Linked DNA regions of Anser cygnoides: region 2 is linked to region 1. Evidence: chromatin contacts called from public Hi-C data. All regions are on one chromosome and are shown on one strand. The core of a region is the stretch at or near the end of the contact, and the rest is flanking DNA. Distances in the headings are between cores, read along the strand shown.

Region 1 (4,600 bases), core at 1,645-4,144:
GGGCAGAGAGTGGTGGCAGTAAGAAGCTGGAGAAGAAAAGGCCTGAAACACAGTGCTGTGCTTTTTAGCACAGGAACCATTTGCTGTTCTGCACTTCTCATAAGGCTAAGAAAACCTGGTGTTACTGTATTAATGGTTTCTACACTGACCGTATAGTGTAATTCTTGTCTGTTGTTTATATTTTCATACAGCTCATTACATCACCAAGCCAAAATTAAATGACCATTAAAAAAAATAAATATGTAATGAGTACAGCCATTACTACAAGTAATATCAATTTACATACTTCAGAGGAAGTGTTAATTTAATAACATAAATTGGGTAGTGATAAATCACTCACATGTAATGCCAGGTGTCTCAGTACTCTGTGAACAAAAGTTACACGTGATTTTTTTTTTTCTTCCTTTTTTGCAGTTTCACCTGGCTTTGCAGCCAAGTCCACACCAGCCTGGTGACCCACTTCCGTGGTCAAATAGTTGCAGAATTTGACAAGGAATTTCGGTACTTGTATGCAGAGTCCAAAGCAGTGACCAGCTTCTCTGTGTCGGATCCCTTGTCTCAGAACACCTCAAAAAGTACTGAATCCCTTTTGAAGCCCATCCAGAATGATGCTGAAACCCTGAGTGCCTCCAGCAGCCTCTCCAATGTAAGCATCAGAAGCATAAAAATGTCTCCCTTTATGAAAAACCCCAGCTGCAGTGTTCACCAGGAGAAGCATGATTTGAGCCCTGATTCTGGTGATAAGATGGGGAAGGAAGACACATCTCTGAAGCCCACTTGCCCTGTGCAGCAAGGGGAACCACCAGACTCACCTAACAGTCCTTCAAATAAGTCCAACTTGTATCACAAATCAAATCTCACGACAGCAAGGACATTTTTGCAGCTGGAGCCATCCCCTGTCCTCAGCTCCAACAAACCTAATTATCAAGGGGATGACAAGGCAAACAGCGGCCACTGCTCCCCAGTGACACAGGAGCAGACGCCACAGTTCCTTTCAGAGGGTGCCAATTGCACTGTGACAAGCACAAAGCAGAAAGAGCCTGCTGCTACCTCCAGGGAACCAACAGCAGAAAATGATAACTTTTATGGGACAGAAAAAAGACAGGGTCTTGGACAAGGAAAATTGGACCTGTTATTACCGTACAACCAGCTCAAACGCACAAAAAAGCCTGCAGTTCCTTCCTATGATAAACTTACTGAGGACATGTTGATGGAAAAGAGCAGCGCATACGGGGCTGAGAAAAGAATGACTCTTGGACACAGTAAGCTGGATCTGATCACCAAATACAACAAGTTAAAATCTAAACACATACACAGTCGGTTTGAACTCTGACCTGGTTCTCCCGGGCCTCGGTGTGTCCTTTGGTCTTATTTTCAAGTGGTTGCTTTTCCCTACCAATCAACGTATCTGGGGCTTGAAATCAAAGTACAGGTGGCAAATTAGTCTTGTTCCTATCAAAAGGTGTTTGTGCTATGCTGCAATTTCTAATATACGTAGATGACTGATTAAGATGATATTAGTAAGTACAATTCAATTTTTCAATTACGAGTTGATAGCAAAGGAGAGAAAATGACATAAACATAACGCACACTTCTATATATTTTTTACTCATTTGGAAAAGAACTATTTCCCCCCAAACTTACAGGAAAACCACTGCTATAACTGGAAACTGTTTGGCTACTGAGGTTTTCAGGGTGAACCCAGGTTTTCTTTGTACTGAGCAATTCCTCTCCCTGTAGCCATTTGCTGAAAATGAAATGGTCAAATGCAGGGTGATGTTAAAAATAAAGGCACTGTTCTACTGGAAAGAGCTGCGTTGGGTCCCTCCTAGGGTGGTGAGCATCCTGAGCTTGGCCAGGGCCTCTTGCCACCCTGTCCTGGGGCCAGGCCCCAGCAGTGCTGATCTGTGCCGTGCCAGGAAGATACAGGTGGTGGCTGCACATGGGTGGCATGTCTGGGGACATGGGTGGCACCTGCGCATGTGTGGTGATGGCAGGTAAGTGGTGTCTGCACGTGGGCGATGCCAGCACATGGGTAGTATTTGCACACAGATTGTATCTGAACACAGATGGCAGCTGACATGGGTTGTGCCTGGACATGGGTGGCATGCCCAGGCACACGGACGGTGTCTGAATCCCTGGGTGTATGCTTGCACACAGGTGACACGTCTGCTCATTGTGCTGTTGGGACACCGGTGGTGGCAGAACAAAGGTGGTATTCAGTCATGCCTGGATGGGGAAGGTATGCCTGCACATGGGTGGCATCTGGACACGTTTTTTTCCAGCACATGGGCAGTGTTGGCCCACGGTGGCGGTCCAGACCATGGTGGTGTGTCCAGGCACGCAGACTGTGATGGCACACAGTGGCACATTTCAGTCCACAGTGTATGTCTGGGCCCATGGAGAGCGATGACACAAGGTGGTGTGCCTGGGCACGCAGGCAGTGCCAGCGCACAGCAGCGTGTGAGAACACAGATGGTGACGGCATGAGGTGACAGGTCCAGGCACAGGGACAGTGCAGCGTCCAAGTACGTGGATGGCAACGATGCGTCTGAGCCCACAGTGGTGTGCCTGGGCCCACAGTGGCATCTTTGTGTACAAGGCGGCCTGCGAGGGCCCGAGCGCTGTCAGCCTGTGCTGGCGCGTCTGGGCACACCGCGCCATGGTGGGGCCCGCGGTGCCGCGGCCAGGCCCGCGGCGCTGTGTTGCTCCCGCAGCGCAAGGTCGGAGCTCCGTGCTGGCTGCGGAGCCCAGCGGCGCTGCCACACGGACCCGAAAAATCGCGACGGGCCGGGGCCGGGGCCGGGGCCGGGCCCCCTTCGTGGCGCGGAGAGCGGCCGCTCCTCCCGGCGGGCGGCGGCGCTGTTCCGCCGGGCGCTGCCGGGGCCGCCCCGCCCGCTGCCTTCCGCCCGCCGCCGGGGTCGGAAGCGGCGGTGCCGCGTGGGGCCGCGCCGTGCTCCCGTCCGCAGCGATGGCCGTCCGCGCCAGCTTCGAGAACAACAACGAGCTGGGCTGCTTCGCCAAGCTCACCAACGCCTACTGCCTCGTGGCTATCGGCGGCTCCGAGAACTTCTACAGGTGAGGGAGCCGCGAGGGCCCGGCCCGGCCCGGCCCGGCCCGGCCCCGCGGCTGACCCCTAACGGCTCCTTCTCCTTCCAGCGTCTTCGAGGGGGAGCTCTTCGGGACCATCCCGGTGGTGCACGCCTCCATCGCCGGCTGCCGCATCATCGGCAGGATGTGTGTGGGTAGGTGGCGGGGGTCCCCGGCCTCGGGGCCCGCGGGTGGGCGTGCTCGGCTGGGGGTCGGAAAAAGTCGCGTGCTGCTGGTGCTGGAAAACGCCCCGGGCTGGGCTGGGCTGGGGAGGCCAACGAGCGGCACCCCTCATCCAGGGTTACGCTGTGTGAAGAGAAGGAGCAAAGCTGTAGGAAGTGAAGCTCACCCAATTAAAAATCATAGAACGGCTTGGGTTCGAAGGGACCTTAAAAATCACCTAGTTTCAACCCCCCTGCCATAGGCAGGGATGCCACCCACTAGATCAGGCTGGCCAAGGCCCCATCCAGCCTGGCCTTGAACACCTCCAGGGATGGGGCATCCAGAGCTTCCCTGGGCAACCTGTGCCAGTGCCTCACCACCCTTACAGTGAAGAATTTCCTCCTCCTCTGCTAAAAAGCAAACAAACAAAAAAAACCAGCCAGGGTAATAAAGAGCGTCTGCTTTTCAAGGCCTGAAGACAGGTTATGGATGCACATAAATCTGCTTTCTGGTAAACTGGGAGAAGCCATTCCATTTTTTTTCTGAAGGTTAATGGTTCAGGGCCAGTACTGGAGGGGTGAGGGCAAGGGAGGCATTACAGATGTGAAGGTCAAAGAAAATTCTTTCACCTGTCTCCAGCCAGTGGTATACTATTCAGAAAAGCATGCTCTGTGCTTTTTTTTTTTTTCCTGGAAAAAAAAAAAAAAGAATGTCTTTGTTACCATGTTACCATGGTAACATTACCAAATGTTACCACTTTGTTAAAGGAGAGTAACAAAATCAAGTGGAATCTGTAGGCTTTGTGAGGACAACCAGCATCTACTGGGGGAAATTTCATAACAAAGTGTTTCGTTGAGAACCTTGTGTTTCCTTTAGTTCTCTTAAAAAAGAATAGTGAATCAAAGTATTTTCATTTACCCATTTATATTCTTTAAGTTTGTGCTTCATCCTGGCTTTCCCTCACCTGTGGTGCTGTGTTATTTTCAAGTGGTCATGTTATTTTGTTTGGGCTGATTTGTGGGCTTGAAATGAACAGATGGGGCGGGGCAGTTCCAGCCTTTTTCTGAGCTGCAGTAAAGTAGTAAGCACAATGGAAATAGTTGCTTTTAAAATTACTTTAATGTGGAATTGTTTTTCTTTTTTATACGTTACTTTCCTTTTTTTGGTCATTTTAGGGAACAGGCACGGGCTGTTGGTCCCAAGCAGTACAACAGACCAAGAGCTTCAACATATCCGCAATAGCCTTCCAGATTCTGTACGAATTCAGCGAGTAGAAGAGCGTCTCTCGGCACTAGGCAATGTCACTACCTGCAATGACTACGTAGCTCTTGTTCATCCAGATCTTGAC
Region 2 (4,637 bases), core at 1,176-3,675, 590 kb before region 1:
ACTGGATAGTCCCATGTACAATTATTTGGCAGGGGCCCTCAGTGCACTAATACGCCTTAATGGCCCTGTCCAGTCTCACCTGGAGCCACCACCCCGACACATCCTACACATGGGCCCAGAAACACCACTGAAGCCAGCTGCTATCTCTGGATCTGCCTTGCCTGGGTATGAGACATCGGTATCATTCCCTGCCTTGGCCTTGCTCAGCTTACCATGCTTAGCTCCTGGCTCCTCCATCCTTCAGGGAGCAGCCAGCCTACCTGAGATACATACATGTTTTGAATCCCAGTTTATTTTTTGGCAGTTCCTTGAAAGAAAGAGCAGATGTCTGGGCCAAACTGGGAAATGTATGGGAGAGATGATCACCAGAGGTGCCTCAATTCCAGTATTTAGCCCTGGCAAAACCAGACAAAGGTGCACTGTAAACAAATGGCTGTGCTGGGAGCATCATACTAATCACAGCTGGCAAAATGGAATAGCACTTGCCTCCAGACTTGTGAGTACGTAACACTGCCTAACACTGTGGTGCTGAACTGAATCTCCTTTGCAGAAAGCAGACTTGACTTGGCCTTCAATGCAGTGACCTGCAGTAGATTGCTCAGATCTGCAAGGTAGATTGCTCAGATCTGCAGGCCAGGACAGGATCCAGACCAAAAGCGGGCTCATTCCATCAACAGAAGCTGGAGAGATAACAAACATATTCCATTCTGCTGCCTACACCCATGAGCTGGGAAGCATCATGTGACAAGTGGGGCCAAAGGACTAGTCTTGTCTGCAGGCTTACAGGGATGTTAATTACCCAAAATGCAGGGTGGGAAAAACTAATGACTGTGACATGTGACATGAGAAATTGCTAGAAATAACTGATAAGCGTGAGACGGTGATAAAGTAACAACAGGTAGTGCTGTGAGGTGGCAGGATTTTGCAGGTGGTTCAGGGCAGTGATGTAAGAACGGGCTGAGGCTAAAAGATAACAAGAAAGGGGTACTGGACACTGTAATGCTGGGTACAGCTGAGTGCCCCAGTGCCAGGATCACTCACAGCTCTTTCTTCTTCTGCTGCAAACATACGCAGGAATTATTTACCTGCATACGGTCCCTCCTCTCCGCCTCCCCTCCCCCAAGGGCTACTCGGTAACAGCCTCCACGTAATTAAGAACGGAGTTAGAAGCAGGATGTAGGACCACTGGGTGGCACCAGAAACCAGAACATGGATTAAGTTCGGGCAGTACCTAGTTTTCAGATGTTTGGTGCAGGTCCATACCAAGGTTAAGGTGAGAGGAGCTGGGGATGCTTTGCTATTCTGGGATCCAAGTATTTCTACTTTAAGACATTCCCAAAGAGCCAGGAAAGCAGCAATAGTGAAAGCACTCTTTACAGTTGCAAACACCAAGTTTTGTGCAAAACTTGCTGCCAGTTTAGTTACATTCATGGCATCTGTGAAAGGAATATGGCACCAGGATTTGTCAGTAGGTATGTGGTTGAATAACTGCGACCTCAGAGTGGGCTGCCTCAAACATTCACATCTGCATGTTGCATGTGCATTGGTTTACACTGGGAAGGTGGCACTGCGCTCCACTGGAGCGGTACGAATTGTACCACTGGAATGGTACGATGTACCTTGTACCAAGCAAGAGATTGCAGCTTGTTTGTGACTGCTGTGCCCAGGTGAGTGTCTAGCTGGGATTTCACATGATGAGTTCTTCAGTGGTGACTTGGCAGCAGACTGAGCTGGTAAATGAAGTTTTCTTGTGTTCTAAGTTTTCAAAATATTATTGTGTAAGAGTGAAAGGAATAGAGATGAAGAGGCCACAAGGAAAAACTGAGCCTGGACTCATAGACCAGAGGGTGCTGAGAAAGTGCTGCACAAAGAGAAGGGCTGATGAGCACGGCTCGACATCTACAGAAGCGTTCACGTCCCTTTGTTACAAACACCATGCAGCAAAACGTTTCCCATCTCACTGAAACAGTCATGGATGAAGGGCCACGACGATCGTTTTACCTAGGTGCACTCCTCCAATGCAGCCAACAGTAAAAAGGGTTTGATGTTCAAGTCAGCCATTCCTTGGGTGCTTGCCATACTACCTCCCCATCAAGCATCCAGCCTGAGGAGCCAAACGGCGCCTTTTGTCGGTGCCTGTGAAAACGCAGGCTGCCAGGCTCCCTCCGAGCCATCACCCCCCTCCGCTCGCCGCCACCCCACGGCCCCGTCACCGCGGCGGGCCGGGGGCTGCACGCCTTCCAACTTCTGTAAAAGATGAGAGCGAACGCGAAACGGCACAGAGAGCTCGTACTAGGGGAGAGCCGGACGCATTCCTCCTGGGAGCGCGTACCGCAGCGCTCCCAGCGCCTGCTCCTGCCGGCATCCCCCTCAGCCGGGGGCGGAAGGCGGTGCCCGGCGGACGGCTCGCGAGACGGCGCTGCCGCCATCTTCTTTGTAGTCCCGAGCCCCGCCACGAGCCGTGCGCGTGTGCGGGCCCGCGGCGCGGCGCGCAGGCGCAGAGCGGCCCCCCCATGCCGCGGCGGCCGGAGCTGCTGAGGTGCCGCCGTCCAGGTGAGCGCCGCGGCCGCCCGCGGGCCGGGGTTGAGCCCGCGCCGGGGCGGCGCTGAGCCCTGAGCCGGCGGCCCCGCCGGCCCGCGCTCCGGGCGGCTTCTGCCGCTGCCGGGCTCCGCGGCACTGAGGCGATCGGTGGCCGCCGGGCAGTAGGTGCCGAGCGGCGGCTCCGCGGGGAGCGGCGGCGGGCAGCGGGCGGGCGGAGGGCGAGCGGCGGCGGCGGCTGTGCCCGCGGGCACCGGCAGCGCTGCCGAGCCGAGCGGAGCCGAGCCGTGCACCGCGGCGCCGCTGCGGCCGCTGCCCGTCCCGGGGCGGAGCCGGCTGCCGGTTACCGCGGCGGGGCCCTTCCCGGGCGGCTCCCGCCGAGCTGACCGCAGCCCCCGGGGGCCGCCGGGCCGCCGCCGGAGGAGGGAGGGCTGCGCGCTGCTTCCCTGCGCCGGGGACGGCACCGCGCCGGCACGGAGCTGGCTCGGGAAACGATCCCTCGGCACTCCGGGCTTCGCTGGGGAAAAAAAAAAAAAAAAAAAAAAAAAACGCCTTCAAAACTCGCCCCGGCTTCTCGTGGAGATGACGCCGGTCGTTTGAATAAAGCGCTGGGGTGCTCCGGGCTGCCGCTTACTGTGGTCGATAGCTTTCCTTTGAGAGTACTCGTATCTTAAAATTCGCAGGTCTTGATTTCTTTTGGACAACAAAAACATATATTTTTTTCTTTAATTCGATAGGGTCTTGTTGTTGTATGAATAGGAAAGGAATAGGCTGTATAAAAAATATCTTATGCTGACTTGCGTCATCGCTTTAGGTCAATGTCCGTTTATTTGATGTGTAATGTAAGTCATGGGGAGTACTTCAAAGCGTTGTAGTGAAGTCAGGTGCTTCCATTAGCATGAAAATCCTTGCTGTAAGTCCCATGCAGAAGATGCCTGGGTTACAGAAGAAACAGTGTCATGGGCGACCCAGAGGAGCGGGGTTTGCCGTCTGACCCCGCGGCAGCACCTGGGGACATTGCCGAGTCAGAGCCCGGTGTCTGATCCAGTTCTTGATTCGTTCCTCTCAGGTTTGCAGGTTTGGGGAGCCTGGAACCAATGTGGGATCCAGCCGTGGCACGGGGCGGTTGCAGCATGCAGGTCACGGTCCCAGTTGGTAGCAGAAATGGGACAACTTGGTCAAGCACGTGTTTGCTCCAGGGAATAGGAAAGGTCTGTTGAGTGCTAGGGAGTTAAATCTGGGAAACCCAGAAGAGGTTTTGTGCTTGAGTGCCGAGATGATGAGACGATGGGTTTACAAGTGGAGCAGAATCCACTTCTCTTCCTTTGTCAGGCACATTCATGACTCTCCTATATTCAGATAAGATGATGGAGCTCATTGCTTTGGCTTTGCCTGTCCTTTTCTATAGGAACAAGAGGGCAACAGTCTTCCAAACCCCTGTCAAACTATGCTTAGCCCTGATGTAGAGGTCCATGGCAAAAAGTTAATAGGTTATGTAAAATCTAAGCTGAGTTTGGTAACAGCTTGGAGCTTTCCTGTCGGATAACTGAACTGGACTAGGAAGCAGAACTTACCAGATATGTGTCCCATACTCAAATAGGACTGAACTAGGGGTAGACTGCTGAAGAAATGAGGTAATCTTTAGGGTTCGTTTGGATTATTAGTCATGGGACTGGGATTGTGGAGAGGGCTCAGTGCTGAGAATGACTATTCCAATTTTATTTGTTTGGGATTTGGAAACTTAGTTTGTTTCAAAGGAAGTACTGAAACTGGCTGTGCTGAGGGCAGAAACTTAGTGTGGGCTATAGCTGGCTTTCACTGAGGTGCTTGCCTTTGCAAAAGTAGAAGCTGGATTAAATGATAATTAAACAACTGCTGGAAGCAGCATTGTTGGAAATTTTAATTTTATTCCTGGCTACTCATTTTATATGTTAGGTAAAAAACTAATGTAAGTTAACAAACATGCTTAATTTGTGTTTACCTTATTTCAGATCACCTTCAGAAATCCTTCACTGCTTCATTTTGCAGCTTGTGTTTCACGTTGGTCACGCATAACAGGATCTTTAAATGTATTATTACACTTATGTTTTCCACTGAAA

Evidence for each region. Hi-C and Micro-C count contacts between places; a contact is called where the count stands out from the background.
Region 2: a contact with region 1 is called in a Hi-C map of liver, with 2.0 times the contacts expected there. The contact joins the promoter of NDRG3 here to the promoter of EIF6 in region 1. A contact is called at or near these places in 2 of 7 Hi-C or Micro-C datasets (granulosa cells and liver).

What each region holds. Positions count from the first base shown.
Region 1 is chr16:14,805,004-14,809,603 of Taihu_goose_T2T_genome, reverse strand. EIF6 (eukaryotic translation initiation factor 6) reads left to right here and starts at 2,894. Exons shown (of 6, transcript XM_048046430.2): 1 at 2,894-3,078; 2 at 3,160-3,245; 3 at 4,428-4,600. The coding sequence starts at 2,972. It overlaps FAM83C (family with sequence similarity 83 member C), which reads left to right. Exons shown (of 4, transcript XM_013195881.3): 4 at 415-1,809. The coding sequence ends at 1,333.
Region 2 is chr16:15,391,219-15,395,855 of Taihu_goose_T2T_genome, reverse strand. NDRG3 (NDRG family member 3) reads left to right here and starts at 2,425. Exons shown (of 16, transcript XM_048048906.2): 1 at 2,425-2,553.